Linked DNA regions of Sus scrofa: region 1 is linked to region 2. The links are chromatin contacts, called in public HiChIP or PLAC-seq maps. All regions are on one chromosome and are shown on one strand. Each heading gives the region's core, a stretch centred on a gene start, on an enhancer-like site or on the middle of the called end of the contact. The rest is flanking DNA. Distances are from core to core; before and after follow the strand shown.

The links. HiChIP or PLAC-seq counts read pairs in DNA pulled down with a chosen protein or histone mark.
Region 1: an H3K27ac HiChIP or PLAC-seq map of alveolar macrophages shows a contact between it and region 2. The contact joins the promoter of RGS10 here to the promoter of TIAL1 in region 2. A contact is called at or near these places in 1 of 5 promoter capture datasets (fetal liver), 1 of 47 Hi-C or Micro-C datasets (embryonic fibroblasts) and 2 of 2 datasets of contacts at active chromatin or transcription factors (alveolar macrophages and skeletal muscle).

The regions. Positions count from the first base shown.
Region 1 is chr14:129,419,443-129,425,804 of Sscrofa11.1, forward strand. It overlaps RGS10 (regulator of G-protein signaling 10), which reads right to left and starts at 4,708. Exons shown (of 5, transcript XM_001927416.4): 1 at 4,149-4,708. The coding sequence starts at 4,197.
Region 2 is chr14:129,464,686-129,470,738 of Sscrofa11.1, forward strand. It overlaps TIAL1 (nucleolysin TIAR), which reads right to left and starts at 2,465. Exons shown (of 12, transcript XM_003133196.4): 1 at 1,935-2,465. The coding sequence starts at 1,966. LOC110256777 (a long non-coding RNA gene) reads left to right here and starts at 1,498. Exons shown (of 2, transcript XR_002338744.1): 1 at 1,498-1,710; 2 at 2,115-6,053.

The sequences.
Region 1 (6,362 bases), core at 3,458-5,957, 43 kb before region 2:
ATCCAGTACTGCTGCAGGTGTGGCTTAGGATGGATCTGATGCCTGGCCTGAGAACTCCATATTCCGCGGGGTGACCAAAAAAAGAGAAAAGAAAAAGAAAAAATGAAAGGGGGGCTCTGGACAAGTCCCTGCGCCTTGGTGGTTTCTGCAGCTGTTTAGAGACAGACAGGCTGAATTTCAGGAACAGAAAGGGACAGGAGTTCCCGTCGTGGTGCAGCAGAAATGAAGCCGACTAGGAACCATGAAGTTGTGGGTTCGACCCCTGGCCTCGCTCAGTGGGTTAGGGATCTGGCGTTGCCGTAAGCTGTGGTGTAGGTCACAGACGCAGCTCGGTTCTGGTGTTGCTGTGGCTGTGGTGTACATAGGCTGGTGGCTACAGCTCCGATTAGAACCCCTAGCCTGGGAACCTCCATATGCCGCGGGTGCAGCCCTCAAAAGACAAAAAAAAAAAAGGGAAAGGGGCAAGAAGCCTCAGGGAGACCTGGCTTTGGGAGGGGACAAAAGACAGAGGTAGGACTGTCCAGCCACCCAGGGGAAGAGCGGGGAACAGAAGGAACGGGACCAGGAGGGAAGGTCAGGTGCAGGGTCCCTGAGCATACCACAGCGTGGCGACAGCAAAGCTGAACCCCAGGCATTCAGCAGAAGGAAAATTTGTCCCCGGAAGGCTGCAAGGGACTGTTCCACTCCAGCGGACCCCTCCTGACAGCTCTTATCAAGGAGCTGCTGCTGTCGCCTGCCTGGGCCCCCACTGCCACCCCTGAGGCTGCTGCCGTGGAGAGCTATCTGGGGGAAGCAGAAGAAACTGGTGAGTAAATTTAGTACAATTTAAACAGCCAAGTTCTCAGAGCCCAGCGGCAGGGGGCCCAAGGGATTACTCAACCCCAGGGAGGGAAGTGACTCAGTCCACCCAGGAAGCCCTAGGAAATGGCCCAGCCAGGCACCTGCTTAGTTTTCCAGAACTTCCAACAGCGAGGAAAGAAGGCATCCATTCCAGTACAAAGTCTGTGAAAGACCCACGAGCGCACCCTCCCCACCAGCCCATGGTGGCATTCAGAGTTGGCACCGGGCACTCAGCCGGCTGGTGGTCTGACTGCACCTGTATTTAAACAATGCCCTTCACCTCTCTGCCTGCTTTGATCTCCTGAAACTGCAGGCCCCGGGGCTGGTGATGTTCTGCAGGGGAAACTCTCCCCAGTGGCCAAGTCCGCCCTGCCACTAGGTTGTTATAACAAAGACATTGAATTGTTATGTCAACTGTCATCTTTAAATAAAAACTTCAGCCAGCCATAAATCTGAGACTGGTCCCAGAGGTTTAATGGGATAATATATAACAGGCCCCAGGGCTGAGCGCCGTGGCGGGGGATTCCCCTGGCGGTTCAGCCCTCAGTCTGGACCCAGGGGGTGGACGGCTGTGGCTGTGGCTGTGGCTGTGGCTTTGGCTTTGCTTTTCAAGTGAAGAGCATCCCAGTTATCAACAGTGCACGTGGTTATAGGGGGCAGGGTGGGTGCACAGAACCCTTCGAGGGGTCCTCACAGTTTAGGGGCATGGCCTAGAAAGCTGCATTTTATCAATTCCCCCCCCCCCATGTGGTTCATGAACGCACCTTGAGAAACCTCAGAAAGAAGAACAGTCACATTTTGAATTGCACTTGGAATGAGGGGTTGGGAGTGCCAAACCTCAGCTTAAAGACATTGTTTCCAATAAGATTTTGCAGAAAAGCAGGAAAAGTCTAGAATAAAAGGAGCTAGGAGGTAGGACGGCAGCCAGGTCCAAATCGGGGTCCTGCAGGGGTGGATCCAAATTTTGTGGGGCTGGAAGTTTGTACAATCTAGAGAACCACTTAAAAAAAAAATTCAAAATCACCGCCCCCTGCCCCCGATTCAGTCTAGGGTCCCATGGTTCGCTTGGCTGGCTTCCAGTGCCTTTGCCTCAGGGCCCACGCTCCACCTTTCTCAGTGCTGGGTGGTGATGACCAAACTGGCAAGGGGTTATTTGTCCTTTCTCATCAGGGGACAAACTTTAAACCTAAAAATCGTTAACAACATCAGGCTCTTGGAAGCCAGGCATTCATTACCAATCCATGATATTTAGCTACCGATCTTTCTATCACAACCTAATCACATTTCGTCAGCCTTAAAATGTGTTACCCTGAAAGCAGTACACTCCACTGAAACAGCCCCAGTCTTTCTGGCGTACAACATGCGCCCATGCACCCCCAAACCATGCATATCCCATAATTCAGTTGATTTGTTTGGAAGACTTCAACTCAAAAGCCACCTGTGCAGTGATGTTCACAGAAGCTCTATTTATAATAAAAATGGAAAAGATAACAACTAATCATTACTCAGTAATGCCAGACACTGTACTAAAAACTTCATATACATGCTTTTCTGTGTTTTATCCCATCACTCTATGAAACAGTTTAAAGACGGTAAAACTGACGCAGAGGTGTGCTGGTGAACCAGCTCTCCTGGGCAGCGGAGTGGGGGAACCTTGATTTTTAGCATCTGCTGATTTTTGTGGTGTAAATAGCCACCGACAGCCAACTTCAAGCTACCTATGGTTTAGCAACCAGCTCCCAAATTTCCTGATGATGTAGCAATTGGTTCAGAGGTCAAGTAACTTGCCCCCAAGTTCACTGAATGATAGTCAGTGTGGGAAGCAGGAGTTTTTCAGAGTCCAGACTCTGACCATCACTCCATAGGCCTGTAAATATCCAACCATAGGGAGTAGCTGATACGAAGACCCACATGGATACTTTGACTCACAGGCAACACAGAAATGTTTACATGACCACTAAGACTAAATATAAGCAATTTACAATAACCCTATGAAATCCTATTTTATTAGGGTGGAAACCCTACTTTATTAGGGTTCTAAATATTAAGTGCAATAACATGCATCATTTGATAGATGGGAAACCAGCTGTAACTGTTTAAAGAGGGATCTTTTATTCCCATTTTGCGGATCCTTATTTGCACAGGGAGGCTCCATAGCTAGTAAGTGGTGGAGGTGGGATTTGGATCCACCCAACTTAGCTTCCATCCTTTCTCTTAACCACTGTGTGTCTCATAAAATATGATATTCAGTGGGACAAAAATTCATGAGCCAACATGTACACACTGAGTATATACAGAAGCAACTCCTGGGGTGGAAGGCAACAGAAAAACCTCTCACCTCCAGAGTGGGGCCAAGCTGGGTTTGAAAGAGTCTCTATCACTTCCTAAGTGTGACTTGGGACAAGTTACCTAACAGCTCCTGGCTTCCCTTCGTTCCCTTCTCCATAAAGGGGCGAGAACAGTACCTATCTCACTGGGTTGCCCTTAAGAGTGAAGAGAGAATTCACCGAGAGCCGAGTGAACACAGAGAGTGGTCCCCATTAAGCGCTCAAAAGGGCGTAGCTGTTATCATGAACAAAAAGGGTAAGATGGTTGGAATCAAGGGCATGGTTTCATCATCACCGTGGGTTCTTTGTCCTGTCGAATCGCTCCAAATTGTCCTCGGGCTGGACCAGAGTGACCGCCAAGCCGAACCCTTTGCAAAGTCGGCTCTTGCCTGGGCGCGAACTGCAAATGCTGGACCAGAGGGATGGCCAAGCCGAAGTCTTTGCAATGTCGGCCCCTTGCCTGGGCGCGAACGCCCTTCACCTGGCGTTCACCCTTTCTTCACCCCACATTTCGGCTCCGCAGCCCAGAACAGAAGGCGCTCGGCAGCCCCAGCCCGGATGCCCGGGGTCCAGGCGTGCCTTCCTCAGGCACTGCACAGGCATCATTCACACCAACGCCTGCAGCAGAGACAGAGAACTCAAGAAAAATGGGGGGGCGGGGGCGGTGACGGTCTGCTTTCAGAATCTAGATCCCATACTACCTTCAAAGTTTGGGGGTGTTCTGGATCTCATTTTTCTCCCCGATCTTCACTAAAAAGAAAAGTGCTGCTGTTCCTCTTTTTAGACAAACTTCCTCCCCGGCGCACCTCTCGCGGCTCTGTGCTCCCGCCGCGGCTGGAACCGCAAAGACGCTGGACGGAGCTGGGAGAAGATGCCGCGCCCGGGCGGGAGGAAAGGATGCCCTGGACCGGCATCGCCGGCTCGAGCGGCTCATTGCTGCCCCTGGGGGCACCCCAGTCCCCCACCCATGGAGCCCCTTACCTGACGGCGGCCGCTTCCTGCTCAGCCGGCTCACAGCGCGGTTAAACATCGCTGCGACACCCCGGGGAGGAAGGAGGAGCAGCCGGGCGGCGCGGGCGGTTGAGCTGGGGAAGGCGAAGAGCAGGAGGAGGCCGAGGAGGAGGAGGAGGAGCCGGCTCAGGACCGCCCCGGAGCGCGCGCCCCCGCCCCACCGCCCTCCGCCCGGCCAGGCGCCGCGTGGCGCGCTCCTTGCGCCCTGCCCACCCCAGCTGAGGCCTCGCGGTCCAGCCCCGGGGTGCCTGGGCGGGCAGGGCGCGCACGGGTGACTCCCAAACACCAGAATCCGGCTCAGCGCCCGGGATGGTGCGCACGAGCGCAGGAGGAGTTTGCGCCGCCTAGGACTTAGGAACCCTGCCCAGGCGGTTCGCGCGTCCCAGGGACCCCTCGCTGCCCCGCGGGGCTGGCCAGAGAAGACGCCCGCAGTCCCGCCCTGCCCGGCCCCCAGCCGTCTCCCTGCAGCCACGAGAACCGGGAGCGGCACCGCGGGAGCACAGTGCTTCTTTGACTCCCTGCACTTTGGCGGGGAGGCAGGCCGGGGTCACATCCCGGCTCAGAGACCGGGAAGCCGAGGCCTTGAAGTGCTGCAAAACCTAGGCGTGGCCAACGGCCTTCTTCTTGTCCCGGTGATCTAGGATCCTTGCTCCCCAGGCTTGCCTGTCCCGCGACTCCGTGGGCACTGAGCCATCCCACCGCCACGAGAGCTAGTGCGGCGTCGCTGCCGAAACCCGGGCGGCGGTGTCCACCTGCAGAGCGAGCAGAGCTGCTGCGGGTGGGCGCGCCCTCTTCCAGGTGGGCTGCGTGGGTGCCGAAACTTGGGCGCTAGAGCCCTGGTCTCGAGGGAATTCTATAGGAACCCCTTAACGTTCCAGCCCAGAGCGATGCCTCTGCCCCGCACACCAGCTGACTGGAGGGAATAAGTTTAGGGACACGTGGCTCATCTTCCCGGAGGGCCTTTGAGCTCAACGCCCGGAATACGAACCACTAGGGTCCGCGCTGCGCCCTACTTCTGATTTCTCCTCTGTCACCAGTCACCTGCTCAGCGCCACCAGTTCTACTCGAATCTATTCTCATTTCTTCTGCGAAACAGACCAAGAGGGGGTGTCATTAGCCCCATTTTCTTGAGGATTTGGTTTGTGAGAAATTCTTTCGGGCGAGTCCTATTTTTCCCCTTGTGTATCTGGCTTTGTCTCTAAATTGGTCTTTATTTTTAGCTGTACTAATTGCTATTTTTCTCAACCGTTATACCCAGTCTCGATCCCCCTCCACCCATCCTTTCTCAGTATTTTCCCTAGTTGGCACTTTCTTTTATATCTGCTATTCTGAGCTTCCCATTCGCCAATTTTTCCTCCTCCCTTTACCCACCCCTTCAGTCCCAACCCCACCCGGCCCATTCCTGGCCTTCTGTGGTTGCCTCTCATTTCTCTCCCTACCTCCCCTTCCCCTCTCAAAGTATGCCTTTCCTCAGAGTATTTCTAACCCCCCCCACCCTGCGCCCCCTCTGCTGCATAGAGAGGCTTTTCTTACTCCTGAAGGGGGGGTGTGTGTGTGGGGGGGGTGCTTTCAGCTGCAACTCCAGGAGACCACTGTGGTCAGGAAAGTAAAACCCAGCTGCGAAGTTCAATTTTAAAAGCTTCTCTTGTTGTTGGGCTCCTCTGGGGCTGGGCTCCTGCTAGCTTCCTCTCATTGTAATGGGACTGAACGGGTGATGCTTAAAACTATAGGCTGCAGGTTCATCCATTGTAAAGGAAGGACCTTTCAACTCTGCAGAGTCTTGGATCCAGATGAGGTCGCTGCAGTTTCATTGCAATAACCAGGGACTTTGTGCAGCACACTTCCCCAGAAAACGTCTCCAGAGACCAAATTACAAGTAATCTTAACACAGGAAATAAGGACACTGGCACGATGGGTAAAAGTCAGGCACAGCTGAATGTTGCTAGGTCCACCCCGTGTCCTGATAAAACCGGGCATCGCCTAGGACATGCTTATGAATCTGTCCTGAGCTGAAGGGGCCAGGTTTTCCTGAAATGAAAATAGAAGAGCTTCAAATCACTTTTACTGTCCCATTAGCATATCAGATAATGAGTATAGGAATGAAGACCCACGATTAAGGTTTAATGTTTCAGGACACTAAAAGACTGTCCTCATGAAACTGCTATAAATACCTGTTTCAAGTGT
Region 2 (6,053 bases), core at 1,215-3,714:
TGGAGAAGGTAGGGGTAAGAAACAAGTGACACAAAGACGTTAGCTTATTAGTCTATGGCCTAAGGTCTGATGGAGATGAAGACAAGGCAGATGCAAAGACAGCGATACGAATTAAAGGTACTGAAATAGCATATTATTTAGCACAAAACCAAGAATTCTTCATAAGGAAGAGACAGATACAGTTAATCAGAAATGTGCCACGAAAATTTACCAATTATTCAGTAACTATTAGGATGCAATGGTGACATTTCAGATTTTTAAATACAATGTAACTTTTATCTTTATTAAACACATACTAGCTAGACCTAAATCCAGCTTTCCCAGATGCTTCCATCAAAGAACACACTGCTAACTAAATACCAAGTCTTGACTTCAACAGATGTTAGGGGACAAACTTCATGTTTGTCCCAATTCTCTCTCTTCTGGGAAAATAGAGCAGAAATGGAAGACAACACAGGACATAAATACAAAACTTCTACCAAGCAGGCTTTCCATTCAAGTATTTGATGTGCTTAAGTTGGCCTCAAATTCTCAAAACAGTATAGCAGATACTTTAGTGAGACATTAAAGAAATAGGAATAAAAAAAATGCAACCCCCCCCGCCCCAACAAAATGAAAATCCCAACTATCAATATTGAACATAAGACATCTATTTTCTGGACTGAGCAATCTTTCTTTGGCAGGAGTAGAGATCAGAAACTAGTCAAACTTCCTGAGCACCCTTCCACCTGCATCTATTCCCCAAAAAGTAATTACCCCATCAGACAGCAGAGCCAAGTGAACTATGGTCATATAAACACCAGGCAGAGCCAAGAGAAAACAAAAGCAGCGTTCTGACTGACTCCTTGTACTCGAAGCAGGTGTGTTGAGCTTCGTAAGGCGAGGAAAACCCAGTGCCCAACTTAACACATTTAATTAGACTCACACTTAAAAAAAAAAAAAAATGCAGGAAAAAAGAAAGGAGTGCCACACTAGTTGGAAAGGAATGCAAACGCTGAGTCATCACTCTTCATTAGGAAAGGAAGGAAAGCGGTGGGAAGATGAAATTCATTCATTACATTTGGGCTTCAGGGTAAAGAGCAACAGCAAGGTGGAAGAAAAAGCACTCAAAAGACACACATCGAATAGCTGATAAAAATATCATTTTATCCAACTCCGAAGGGCTCGACGCAGAAATAGATTAGGTATGTAATAGAGAAGGTAGCACCAATAGAGCAAAAAGCTGTTTAACAACTGGTTGTCAGTTTAGCGTAGGTAGCGCTCAAAGTAAACTTCGTCATCCAAGAAAGGAAAGATGCTCCGGCGGCAAGAGGCATCCCTTTTGCACTTCAAAAGTAGCGGGCGCTTGGCGAGTGTTTCTGACAGCGTGGGCGGGGGCACGTGGGGCAGAAAGAGAGTAGGGGCTTGAGTGGCGGAAGAGTGTCCGGCTTCCTCGCAGAGCTTAGCTTGGGAGAAGAGCCGGGAGCGACTGGAGCTGGGGACGTGGAGGGCGTGAGTGCTAATTCCTCGCAGCACGCAGGGGATGTGGCCGCAGTCCCACCCCCAGTCCCACCCCCACCAGGCCCAGCCCCCGTGGGGACCGGCAGCTCCCGGCCCAGCCCAGGGCCCCCAAAGCACAGGGGGAGCAGGAGCTCTCCCGGGCCTGACAGACTCTGCCGTGCAAAAGCCCGGCTCAGGACGGGGTTGCAAAGAAGGGCGCGAGAGGAAAAGGTCGAAACTAGCCCCGGACCCCAGGAAGTGACTGTGTTTGGGGGAAGGGAGGGCTTCCTTCCCAAGGAAAAAGGGACAAATGAGGAATGCACTTCGCGTCCGCGCCACCCCAGCTAGGGAGCCGCCGAGAGTCCTGGCTTCGGCCCCGCTCTCTTGCTCCCTCCCATAGCATCCCGCAGTGCCCGGGCCTCTAGGCGCCTGGCACCCCCCGTCTGGGTACTCACAGAGTCCGGGGCTGCCCGTCGTCTTCCATCATGGTGGGTGCGACGGAGCGATCCCGGGACAAGGGGGAGGGCAGGGCTGGGGAAGGGAGGGGGTGGGGAGGAAGGGGAGGGGGGCTCCGGGCACCGGCTGGGGACAGAGGAAAAGGCACCGAACCCTGCTCTCGGGCTCTCTCCCCCCAGCCCGCTCCGGACACTGCGCTCCAACCAGGAGGAGCTGGAGGAGGAGGAGGATGAACAAAATGGCCGCCGCCACCAGCCAGGCAGGAAACGGGGCAGAGCGCAGGCGCGGCCCGCCAGGTCACCGCTCAGGCCAGCCGCGACGGCCTGAAAAAGCGGAGAACTGAGTGGGGAACAAAAGGGGCCACTGAGGAAACCTCGTGCCCGGTCACGACGGATCACGTCGTCGTTACTCGCCGGCTGGCTAGCGAAACCCAGCCAGCTCAAGAAGAACTCGAGAAAAAAGAGAACCGCCGTAAAACTGAAGTCTCTGGGAATTGTGGTCCTGGAAATGAGAGAGGTAAGCACTTCCCCGGAGGACTTCTGGGAACTGTAGTCCTGAGGAGCCGGAGCCGCTCTGGGAAGCGAAGAAGAGACTTCTGGGTAGTGTAGTCGTACGTGAGACGTGCGGCGACCAGGAAGTCGGCGTGCTGGGAGGGGAGGGAGAGAATAAAAGCGACGTTGAAAGGCAGGGAATCGAGCTGGGAAAAAGCGGCGTCGGAGAAGTAGACTGCAAGTCCCATAGTGCCTCGCGCTGGGGGCTGTCCTAGGACTGCTTCAGGCATTTTAAGACTCTTCTGTTGGCTCAGCGTGGGCTGCTGCTCCGCCTCTGTCCAGCCCAAGAGCGGTATCTTCAACTGCGGCTAATTCCGTGCTCTGGCTCCGCGTGGCGTCCAAGCCCGCAGGCCTTTCTGGCCCTCCTCTATTCATCAAAACCGCCCGCCCGCGGTCGCCAACTGCCGCCCCGCGCGACGGGCGGAGGGGCTGGGGGGTTCCTCCGGCCCAGCGCTGAGCTGGAAGCTGCGCTCGCCGGGGCCCCTCCGGCTTTCTCAACAGCCCGCCGATTCCTCCTCTGGGCTTGTTTTCCCGCAAATAGGTATTCTACCCTGGGTAGACGGCTTCTTCATTCGTTATCTCATCGGATAAGGGGGTCAAAAGAGCAGCCCTCCACTAAAATGACTCATCGAGTTGGTGTAAAGAGGGCGATAATGCCCTTCTGCCCCTCATTTAGTTATTAGAGTGAGTCTTTGGGCAGAGACGTGCACAGACTTAAGGCTGTGTTTACAGACATCCATCCATCCATCATATGGACGGGGAATGAAGTCTTGCTCGAGTATGTGGGAAACCCCGTTCAAACTGGCTACGTAACCTTGTAGAATTTGTTTTTTTCACCGGCGGCAGTTCACCCTACGCTCCCACTCCTTCACCCCACCCCCAAGCGTCTTTGGGAGAATGCTTTTGAGCTCGTACCCCCTCTTGTAGGTTAGTGAAGTGAAGGATTATAACGGCGAAGAAAGATTTTTCATCCTGTTGCCAGAGCTAGAAGGTCCCAGGTAAACTGTGCCTTGAGAGTTGGTTTTATAAACACTACCACTGACTCCTAATCCTGTGATGGGGGTCAACCGTGCAGCAAAAACGTTGTAATGTCAATATGGGGAGGAAGAAGTGGGGGGTTCAACCTGGAAGGCTTCATAAGACCTTGAGAAGAGAGTTGAGCCCCCTGAGTCAATGGGAACGTCAAGGGGCACCGAGGCCAGGACCCATGGGTAAAAAAAGTGTATGGGTTTGGTGGGGGGAGAAGTGGGGGAAGGCATGGAGTAGGAATCTGGAGAGCTAAGTTAGAAAGGTGGGCAACGGTTTTATAGCACCATGTTGTTAAAGATGGGTACCAGGCTGAGGAGTTTGGGGCTTTGTCTCCCAATCAATGAGGAGCTATTCAGAGGTTTTATTTTTTTTAATTGAACCGACGTCCAGAGCTGTAACCATCATCATCCAATTCATCATTGATCCACGCCCACTGTGTTAATTTCCTATTGTTGCTGCCACAAACTTAGGGACTTAAAACAGGACTATATTGGGAGTTCCCATCGCGGCTCAGTGGTAAACAAATCCGACTAGGAACCATGAGGTTGCGGGTTCGATCCCTGGCCTTGCTCAGTGGGTTAAGGATCCGGTGTTGCCGTGATCCTAGCTGTGGCTCTGGCATAGGCTGGTGGCTACAGCTCCGATTGGACCCCTAGCCTGGGAACCTCCATATGCCATGGGAGCGGCCCAAGAAATGGCAATAAGACAAAAAATAATAAAATAAAATAAAAAAACAAAAAAAAACAGGACTATATTATTTTAGAGTTCTGGAGGTCAGAAGTATGAAATTAGTTTCACTGAACTAAAACCAAGATGTTGGCAGGGCTGGTTCCTTCTAAAGTCTTTGGGAGAATGGGCTTCTTGCCTTTTCCAGCTTCTAGAAACCGTCTGCATTCCCATCATCTTCAAAAACAGCAGCATGGCATCTTCTTTCCTCTCTGACCTTTCTGCCTCTCTCTCTGTGACTGATCCTCCTTCCTCCCTCTTTGACTTCATGAGGACCCTTTGTGATCACATGGGGCCAGGATAACGTCCCATTTCTCTGAGACATTCAATCATGTTAGCAAAACCCCTTTTACCATAACCTAATGAGTACACTGGTTCTGGGGATTAGAGCATAGACATCTTGGGGGGGGGTGTCATTATTCAGTCTACCACTCCTGCCTTCATTTAGTTTGTTACTTTTTTAAAAATGCAATAATAGCTGTGAGCCCTCCACCCTAAAAAAAAAGTTCTTAGGGACGCAGTTTAGTCTAACTCTTGGGTTTGCTCACACACACACTCTCTCATCCTCCTGCCTCCCCTCACCTGGGTTCACCATCATGCTGAATTCTGAATTTAGCATTTCTTGTTTTTCTTTTTACAGAGTTTTATTCTCTATATATGTATATACATAATTTTTTCCCCAAAAAGTGTGTGTGTATACACATGTATTTTTGAGGGGTTTTTTTGGTATAATAAAAAAAGGGTATGTCCATTACGTACTTATTAGGATGGCCAAAATCCCAGACCCTGACACCACCAAATGCTGGGGAGGATAAAAAGCAACAGGTACTCTCATTCCCTGCTGGTGGGAATGCAAAATGGTGTAACCACTTTGGAAAATATTTTGGCAGTTTCTTACAAAACTAGTCATAGCTCCTAGGTATCTCAAATGAGTTGAAACTTATGTTTGCACAAAAACCTGCACATGAATGTTTATAGCAGGGTTTATTTATTTATTTGGCCACACCCATGGCATGTGGAAGTTCCTGAGCCAGGGATCAAACCCACGCTTCAGCTGCCACCTGCGTCACAGCCACAGCCATGCCAGCTCCTTAACCAACTGCACCACTGGGGGACTTCCTATAGCAGGTTTCTTAGTAACTCAAAATTTGGAAGCAACCAAAATGTCTTACAGTAAGTGAATGGGCAAACTAGTACATCCAGACAATGGGCTATTATTTGGTGACAGAAATAAATGAACTATAAAGCCACAAAAAGACATAAATGCACATTGCCGAGTGGAAGAAACCAGTGTCAAAAGGCTACGAACTGTATGATTCCAACTGGGTGACATGCTGGGAAAGACAAAAACTATGGGAAAGGGGAAAAGATGAATGGTTGCTAGAGGTGGGGCTGCGTAGGTAGAGCACAGGGCATTTTTACAGAGGTGAAACTACTCTGTGTGGTACTGTAATGATGGATCCCATAGAATGTACATCATGAGTCCTAATGTGAACTATAGACAATAATGTATCAACACTGGTCCATCCTTTGCAACAAATGCACCACATAAATGCAAGGTAGTAATAACAAGAAAAACAGCATGTGTGGTGGAGAGAGGATGGCTTGGAACTTTATCCTTTCTTTGTAATTCTTCTGTAAACCTACAACTGCTCTAAAAGTCAAGTCTGTTTAAAGGGGAAAAAATGCCTTTGCATCTTTTTGGACTCTCTTCACCCTCCGTAACATGCAGAAGATTCAGCCATATTTTATGTATTTAGTTCATTCATTTTCACTATTGTGTGCTATTCCAGTGTGTGATCATAGCACACT